3 separate regions of the Mus musculus genome follow, and all the other regions are linked to region 1. A link is a contact called in public Hi-C data. All regions are on one chromosome and are shown on one strand. Each heading gives the region's core, a stretch centred on a gene start, on an enhancer-like site or on the middle of the called end of the contact. The rest is flanking DNA. Distances are from core to core; before and after follow the strand shown. Region 1 has its middle 75 kb from the start of Rtkn2. Region 2 overlaps Arid5b (AT rich interactive domain 5B (MRF1-like)). Region 3 overlaps Arid5b (AT rich interactive domain 5B (MRF1-like)).

Region 1 (2,700 bases), core at 102-2,601:
GGGAAAAGAAGAAACAGGATACATCATAGAAACGCTAACCAAAAGAAAGTGGGTAAAACTGCACAGATGCAGACGAAATGAAACCTAAGGCAAAGACGAGGGACTGGGAAGAAGGAAGGTCATTTCAGAACCAGAATAAGATCAATTTATCCAGAAACTCCCCCCAGCCCCCAAATCCCTAAATACTCACGACTTTCAAAATATTTGACATGGAAACGGATAGGGTTATAAGGAAGAAATAAGCAAAGCCATAGATGTAGTTAGGATTTTAACACCAGCCCCACCCCAGTATCAGGCTAAGTGCCTGGGTAAAATTCAGTAGGCTTACAGGAGATTACAAACTGGATCTTACTGATAATTACAGAACATTTTCCACCCCTGTGAGAACAGCAGAATAGACTCTTTTTCTTTTCTTTTTTCTTTTTGTTTGTTTTTGTTTTTCAAGACAGGGTTTCTCTGTGTAGCCCTGGCTGTCCTGGAACTCACTCTGTAGACCAGGCTGGCCTCGAACTCACAAATTCACCTGCCTCTGCCTCCCAAATGCTGGGATTAAAGGCGTGTGCCACCACTGCCGGGCTGGACTCTTTTTTTTTTTTTCAAGTGAGCTTGGAACACATAAAAAGAGAGATCACACTCTAAGCCACAAACCAAATCTCAATACGTAAGAAGGAGTCAGGTCACAAAAAAACCCTATCCTCTGATATAATATTATATAGAAAGTAGTAACAGGGATGGGGGGCGGGGGCTAGCAGGAGAAAAAAAAAACTCCAAACATTTAAAAAAACGAGTCGAATTCTCAAATGAGTCACATTCAGAGATGGCAACAGAGGATACTGAAAGAAAACAAAGTACAGTGTTATGTTAGGAACCCATGCACTAGCCTCTTTGATTTTTTGGTTTTTCGAGACAGGGTTTCTCTATGTAGCCCTGGCTGTCCTGGAACTCACTCTGTAGAGCAGGCTAGCCTTGAACATACAGTAATCCTCCTGTCTCGGTCTCCTGAGTGCTAGAGTTGCAGGTATACCAGCTCACGCAACTCTCCTTTCTTATTTTACTTATAGACAGGGTCTCACTATATAACTCTGCCTGTCTTGGAATTCACTGTGTAGACCAGGCTGGATTCGAACTCACAGAGGCCCACCTGCCTCTGTCTCTGGAGTGCTTGGCCCTGCAGTTCTCCTTCACCTAAGTAAGTACTCAGTGCTGTTTTCACCTCCACTTCTAGGAAGGCTTCCGTGAAATGAAATACGGAGTGACTCTCATTCACTTGATTCACGTTGAAAACCAAACTGAGTGTTCTCAGTGCCTATCCAACACACACAGGAAGTTTGGGGGGGGGGGCTGAGCAGGCCTTGAGATAAACTGATCAAATAATCTGAGTTACCACAAAAATGAGTAAATGGGTGCTCCTGTGGGCAGAACACCATGAGTTTCAGAATAGTAAAAGGTGCGGTAATAAAGACCCGTTTCTGCTTCTTACCTGGAGGCAGTTTGATCTGTCACTCTTCATTAAGTATGCCATGGAGTGAGCATCTCTCCCCCCAAACAGCCTTAATTTTAGCATTCCTGCCCGTGTCTCTTGTCAAATGAGATTTCTGTAACCTTTGATTTGTATCAAGATTTACTTGACTTTAGTCTTCAAAGCATTCAATTCAAAGTTCACCCTATCAGTGGGTGGATTAGCTAGCTGAGTATCTGAAATATCACTGTTGAATGTCATAATGGTTTGTTATATTTGTTATTCTCTCTCTCTCTCTCTCTCTCTCTCTCTCTCTCTCTCTCTCTCTCTCTCTCTCTCTCTCCTTCCCTCCCCCCTCCCCCACGGCAAAGGCAAAGATACTGATCAGGGCCAGAGTTGGCAGAGAGGAGGGAGCCTCAATGTGAAAATGCCTCCATTAGGTTGGGCTCCAGGCACTCATTTGCTCAATTAGTGATTCCTTTGGTAGAGCCCAGCCCAGTGTGGGTGAGGTCTATCCTGAGCTGGTGGTCCTGTCTTCTATAAGAAAGCAGGCTGAGCAAGCCATGAGGAGCAAGCCAGAAAGCAAAACCCTTCATGGCCTCTGCATCAGCTCCAGCCTCCAGGTTCCTGCCTTCACTGCTTTTAATGGAGCTGTGAGAGAATAAACCTTCTCTTCCCCGCCCCCCCCAACCCCCCAAGTTGCTTTTGGTCATGGTGTTCCATCGCAGCGATAGTAATCCTAACTAAGATGACTACTATTTTGAAAACATTGCCCTAGAAAGCCAGCCAGTCAAGAGAGACAAGGGCTGTCAATGGAAAGTGTTGCTGGTTTCAATAAAATAAATTCTAGACGGGCAAGAAAACCTCTTAGAACTGAAATTTACCAGAAACGGGGCTGAAATGTCTATTTAAAAAAATTAATCTTCAAATAAACCAAAGATGGCTCAGTCGGTAAACTCCCTGTCACTGAAGCACGAGGACCAGAGTTTGACTCCTGGAAGCCACATAGAAGCTGCATGTGACTGTCCCTACCTGTAATCCTAGCCTAGTGCTTCCCACTGCAGACAGGAGAAGCCCCGGAGCCTGCTGGTCAGCCAGGCTACTGAATTGGTGAGCTTCAGGTTCCACGAAAGAGCATGCTTTTTGAAGAGTGAGGTGGAGAGTGACTGAGGAGGACCCCTGACATCAATCTCCAGCCACACTCATGCACACACATGTGGACACACATAAACACGTGCACA
Region 2 (2,700 bases), core at 11-2,510, 170 kb before region 1:
GAATTTAATCAGGTCACCAGGCCTTGTGACAAACTTACCTGAACATGTCCCTATCCCTGCTCCACCTCCTGTACCTTTTAAGTGAGCACACTGTCTGCTCTCAAGCGGTGGCTCCCAATGTGTGTCATGGAAAGGCATGGTTGCCTGTATTTAAATCTTGCACGTGGAGGCTAAATAACGTAATGGTCACAGCTCAGACGTCTGGCAGGCTCAGACTTGAACCCAGAGTCCTCGTTTTCTGCCTCCATGACCTTCAGCGAGTTGCAGAGCTTGAGTTTTGTCACCCATAAAACAATTCTGCCTTTGTGAGGTATCATAGAATCTAACAGCACGCTAAGTTTCATGCGCTTAGGAGGATTGTCGGGTTCAATATAGGGTTTCGTAAAGAGTAACAAGTGCTGTCAAAAGCTGGGGTCTTAGGTTGGGAAATCCTAGAATCCCATCATTTCTAAACCACCCTCACAATCCTTTATGATATTAGTGACTGGCAATTTTATTACTAATTTCCTTTATGTAAATTGGTCATAAATTGGTCATTGGTTTTACTTAAATGATTATATTAAATGGGAAACTCTACATTACTGCTGTCAATAGAAAAAAAATCCAGATAATTTTCCATAATTAATGGTAAAGATAAATAGAGATGGCTATCCCTGCACTACATAATACTGACAAGGATGGATTACATTTCTGTCGGTGTGATAGAATATTTGACAAAAAAAAAAAAAAGCATCTTTCAGGAGGAGAGCCTATATTTGGCCTTCATTCCAATGGGATAAAGAGTTCATGAAGGTGGGAGAAGGTGTGGCAGCAAGAGGGTGTGGCCAAAGTGGTAGGCAGGAAACAACAAGATCACATTTCATCCCCACACAGGAAGCAGAGAGCCAGAACAGGAAGTGAGGTAAGGCTATAAAATTTCAAAGCCCACCCCCAATGATGACCTTCCTCTAGGAAGGCTCTCCCTCTTAAAGGTTCTATAATCTTCCAAACAGTGCCAACCACTGGGAAGCACCTGTTCAAACACAGACGCCCCTGGAACATCATTTCATATGCAAATCATGACTCTGGGTACCATTGATCTCTCTCTCTCTTTCTCTCTCTCTCTCTCTCTCTCTCTCTCTCTCTCTCTCTCTCTCTCTCTCTCTCTCTCTCTCTCTGCTCATGCGCAAAAGCCAAGCCTAGGTTGTTGATAGCAATGAAGGTCACAGGCAAGTCCTTCAGCAGCAAGCCATTCATTCTGTATTCAGAGATTCCCTCCCATACCGAATAGATCTATAAGCTCAGAGGCCTAACCTCAGGTGAGAGTGGGAAGGTTAAAAACAAACAACATGTAAGCATGAATTTAACTCTTTGTGAGTTAGTTGTGCTATACCTTAAGGACCAGAAGGCTAAATGCTGTAGAAACAGTGAAAAGGGAATCTGACCTTCTTAATATCTGCACTTTTATGGCTCAGTTCATACCCAGCTCCTGACTGCAACTAGGAAATAGAAAAATCTCAAGCTCTAGACTGTTTACGTCTTGGAGTGGGCAAAGGCTAATCGTTGTGGTTACCTGTTGTGGTTTGAATGTGAAGTGTTTCCACACAGCCTCAAATGTAGAACATTGGGCTGCCCACTGGTACGTTATTTTGGAACATTCTGTAAAATTTTTAGTAGCTAGAATCTAGTGGGAGGAAATCTCATGTTACTAGGGCAGATTGTTGAAGGCTATATCTCACTCCTGCTTTCTTCCTTGTTCAATGCATCCCAAATATCACACAATGAAGACCCTTTTTCCAGCCACACGGTCCCATTATAGTGACACTCTGCCCATAAACATAGGGCCAGGGCATCATGGACTGAAGCCACAGAAACCATGAGCCATCCTAAGTCCTTCCTCCTTCAAGACTGTTCATCTCAGATATTTCCTTTTGCTTGTGCAGAGGGTAATTATAGCTACTGCATGACCCTGAGAACACTAGTCCTAGCTCTCACTTGTTTCTACACAATTTTGCTAGCCAAAGGGTTACTTGCTGACCTCAAATTCCCCAAATTGGTTGCATGAGAACAACTTACTTGCCTAAGTGTAGGGCTTAAGCTAAGCAGAAGGAAATAAACACAGATTTAGACACAAGGATACTTTAGCAGCACACACACACACACACACACACACACAAATACAAGTGAGGCTCACTTTTGCACACACTCCTGTTGCATAATTGATAAAAGTACAAGGCCCATTGAAAGTAGCCTCAAGGTCCTGCTGTTCCCACTAATTATTTAAGCACATAGAGCATGGTTTAGGAAGCTTGTTTAGGACTCAGTGTAGAACATAGGTAGTCTGGGCATGACCTGTGGCTTGAGAAATAGCTGTAGATGCATTTGTCAGACATTTGGACTCTAGTACTGTTCTGAAGTCAAATCTTCAATTCGATTGTATGCCTCTTGTTATCTAGTAAAAGTAAAATACGTGCCAGCCAAGCATACCATCATGGACTTAAAACAAATGCATACAGCTATTCTAACCTTAAAGGAGACATTAGAAGAATGTCCTGGAATACAACTCTTCCTGTCCATGATCAAGATGCCAAATCCATTGAATCAGAGTTACCCACGTCTCGCCGCCAACAATGATGTATGATCTTAGAGGGAATGGTTGATAATTATAACTTACAAGGCAGTGCATAAACGCACGGGGCAGAGTGGAAGGATCTGGTGACA
Region 3 (2,700 bases), core at 199-2,698, 190 kb before region 1:
TCTGGTGTTGCTCAAGACCAAAGCTATTGACCTCTGCTTTAGACTGCTTGTTTCCTCTTCATGCAAAGAGGAACTTCGTTTTTAACACAGAGGCATCTTTTCTTTCATTAGTCCATAGTGCTGATTTTCAGGGGCCTGGTTGATGCCTTAATGTGACAACTTCCTGGTTTTTCTGTTTTGTTTTGTTTTTAAACCTAGAACTTAGCTTTTACAAGAAACCCTGACGATTTTTTTTAACAGACATAGACTGAATAACACCAGGGAACTGACTCTCTTTCATGTGATTCTGGTTTGTGGTGAGGCGTGCTGTTTGAGCAATAGCGTCGAGACCATCCTGCCATTTCTAGCAACTGTTGCCTGGTAGTTCTTTGATAGATGTCCGACAGTGGCATTTTAGACCCACAGCCCTCTTGTCATGAGCGACATTATAGAAAATTATTAAGGTAGCTTTTTTTCTTTCTTCTCGGCTGAGGAATTTTTAAAAATAGTCTTTACGTATTTCCTGTTCACACAGGCCCAGTTTTATCAACCCACCCTGACTACTTTTATGATGTGTGAAAATGTTGACTAGCAGTGAATCTGCTGGGTCACCTTCTTCCAGTGTGACCACTGTTGTGTCTCCATTTGATTGCTTTGCTTTTACCTTAACATTAAAACCTTTGTCTGACTCTTTTTTTTTTCTTCCTTGAGTTATGGAATATAGCGTTACTAATAAAACATTAAACAGGAAACCCGTGGGGGGACAAAAGGCTATGTAAATGGTTAAGCTTGATGTCACACATGTAAACAAGAGTATTTATAGCAGGGTTGTTTTGTGTTTCTTTTTTTTTTTTTTTTTTTTTTCGAGACAGGGTTTCTCTGTATAGTTGTTTTGTGTTTCAAGGGGATAGTTTATTAATGAGCACACACACATACACACACAGCCCTTTTAAAAAAAAAAGTCCATAATCTTTGTGGTTTCCACCCCCACTCTCCCTCCCTCCCCTCACCTCATGTGGTTCCAGAAGAAACAGGTTTGTCTAACTATTCAAAGCACTTGCTGCTGATGGTTTGGTCTTGAAAATGTAGATTAGTGGCTTTGAAATCAAATGGCATTTAGATTTACTAAGGAGTACCAGGCTAATGGCTAAGTGCAGCTGCCCTAGAATCTTCTCTGTGGGACTGAGATGAAGCCCACAAGTGTAGACTGATAGAAGGCTTCCCAGATGGTTTGGGATGTGTGTGTGTGTCTGTCAGTCAGTCAGTCAGTCTGTCATTTGGGACCCTTTTGTGGGGTTAGCTTGGGAAGGGAGATACCCAACAGGAGATTGATTGAGGGACCCTCTAGGCGAACAAGAGAAACCCCATAGCTTTTCTTTTTGTAAATGTGAGGCACCCCTTTAAGGACAGAACGTAGGGCCTTGAAATTCTATTGGGTTGGTATGAACTGTGGGGAATTTGAGACAAATAGCTTTCGTAATTGGAATGCACGCTGTGTTGTAATAATGTGCAAAGAGAAACAAAAACTTTCCTTAATGTAATGAGTTTCCATTATCTGTCTGATCTAAAGTTTGTGAATGTACATTGTCAGGCTTTAGACTGGGGGCTTTTAGACCAGGAACACTGCGGATGCTCTTGGCCATGCACTGTCCCATCCCAGAGATTGTCCGACTCTCCTTCTCTGGCTGTCACATCAAAGGATTGTTTTGGCCTTTTTTTTTTAACCTCAAGTTTTCTCTTTCTCACTCAATCTCAGTCTCTCTGTGTCTCTGTTCCTTTCTGTTTCTGTCTCTGGCTTTCTCTGTGTGCCTCTATCTCTCTGTGTGTCTCTCTGTCTCTTTCTCTGTGTCTCTATACCTCTGTCTCTGTGTGTCTGTCTCTATCTCTGTCTCCGTTTCTCTCTCTCCCTCTCTCTGTATCTCTCTGTATCTCTCTCTCTCCCTCTCTCTCTCTCTCTCTCTCTCTCTCTCTCTGCCACACCAAAACCACCTCCAATACCACACTGTGAGTGGAAGCTCTCAGCTCGCAGAGCCTTTTCTTCTGTAGATCCTTCCTCATTGTTCTCATCAAAGAAAGATGAACTTTTGAGATTGCTTAAGGACCCTCCCGCTAGCCAGGAAGCTAGCAAAGAATGGAAAAACTCACCTCTCCGTGGAGAAAGTCAAACTTTGAGTGTGCTATTTTTTTTTAAAGCCCAGTTCCTCTAGCCTGTTTAAAAAAAACATCAATAATAACGAAAGAATTAGATTGACTCTCAAAGGCAGATTTTTTTTTTTTATAATATAAAACCCAGCTAAATGAAAGTGCTTCTCTTGCTCAGAGTTAGTAAGTTTCCTCTTATGCCAGTTTGTGTCATTTCCCGTCTCTCTGTGAATAGTGAAAGAACAGAATTAAAACAGCACAAATGTGTGTCTGGCAACAAATTAAACTGCACAAAGGGAAACTCTGCCCAGTGGTACCTCCCAGTGGCCACTCCAACTCTCCTCACCATCCTTGCCTGGTTTGCTGGTGTTGTTGTTGTTTTTTGTTTTTCTGTTTTGTTTTGTTTTTGTTTCCTTTAAATCACCTTTCCCTTGAGAGCAGCCTATTTGTTTTTAAAAACCTTCCAGAGTCTTCATTTAAGACTCTTAAGTGGCTGCTGACAACAACTACAGATGCAGCTAGTGAAAAGGCTAATCATTAAAACAATAAACATTTCTTCCACGTGATGCAGCACATTTA

The links. Hi-C and Micro-C count contacts between places; a contact is called where the count stands out from the background.
Region 2: a Hi-C map of CD8 T cells shows a contact between it and region 1, with 1.9 times the contacts expected there. The contact joins two enhancer-like sites. A contact is called at or near these places in 4 of 484 Hi-C or Micro-C datasets (the 63-12 cell line, CD8 T cells, Th1 cells and 1 more) and 1 of 115 datasets of contacts at active chromatin or transcription factors (embryonic stem cells).
Region 3: a contact with region 1 is called in a Hi-C map of Th1 cells, with 2.5 times the contacts expected there. The contact joins two enhancer-like sites. A contact is called at or near these places in 2 of 484 Hi-C or Micro-C datasets (CD4 T cells and Th1 cells), 2 of 115 datasets of contacts at active chromatin or transcription factors (both in embryonic stem cells) and 2 of 9 other capture datasets (adipose tissue and liver).

The regions. Positions count from the first base shown.
Region 1 is chr10:68,052,967-68,055,666 of GRCm38.p6, reverse strand. It overlaps a transcript of Rtkn2 not described here. Among named protein-coding and RNA genes, the nearest start is that of Rtkn2, 75 kb to the right of the region's middle. Within about 2 kb of position 1,351, at least 15 of the 459 cell types and tissues checked have an H3K27ac peak or open chromatin away from gene starts, as enhancers often do. A contact at or near this core is called in CD8 T cells and Th1 cells, where this site is marked.
Region 2 is chr10:68,221,066-68,223,765 of GRCm38.p6, reverse strand. All of the region lies in intron 3 of Arid5b (AT rich interactive domain 5B (MRF1-like)), which reads left to right. All of the region lies in intron 2 of Gm51770 (a long non-coding RNA gene), which reads right to left. Among named protein-coding and RNA genes, the nearest start is that of Arid5b, 56 kb to the left of the region's middle. Within about 2 kb of position 1,260, at least 19 of the 459 cell types and tissues checked have an H3K27ac peak or open chromatin away from gene starts, as enhancers often do. A contact at or near this core is called in CD8 T cells, where this site is marked.
Region 3 is chr10:68,238,604-68,241,303 of GRCm38.p6, reverse strand. All of the region lies in intron 3 of Arid5b (AT rich interactive domain 5B (MRF1-like)), which reads left to right. Among named protein-coding and RNA genes, the nearest start is that of Arid5b, 39 kb to the left of the region's middle. Within about 2 kb of position 1,448, at least 126 of the 459 cell types and tissues checked have an H3K27ac peak or open chromatin away from gene starts, as enhancers often do. A contact at or near this core is called in Th1 cells, where this site is marked.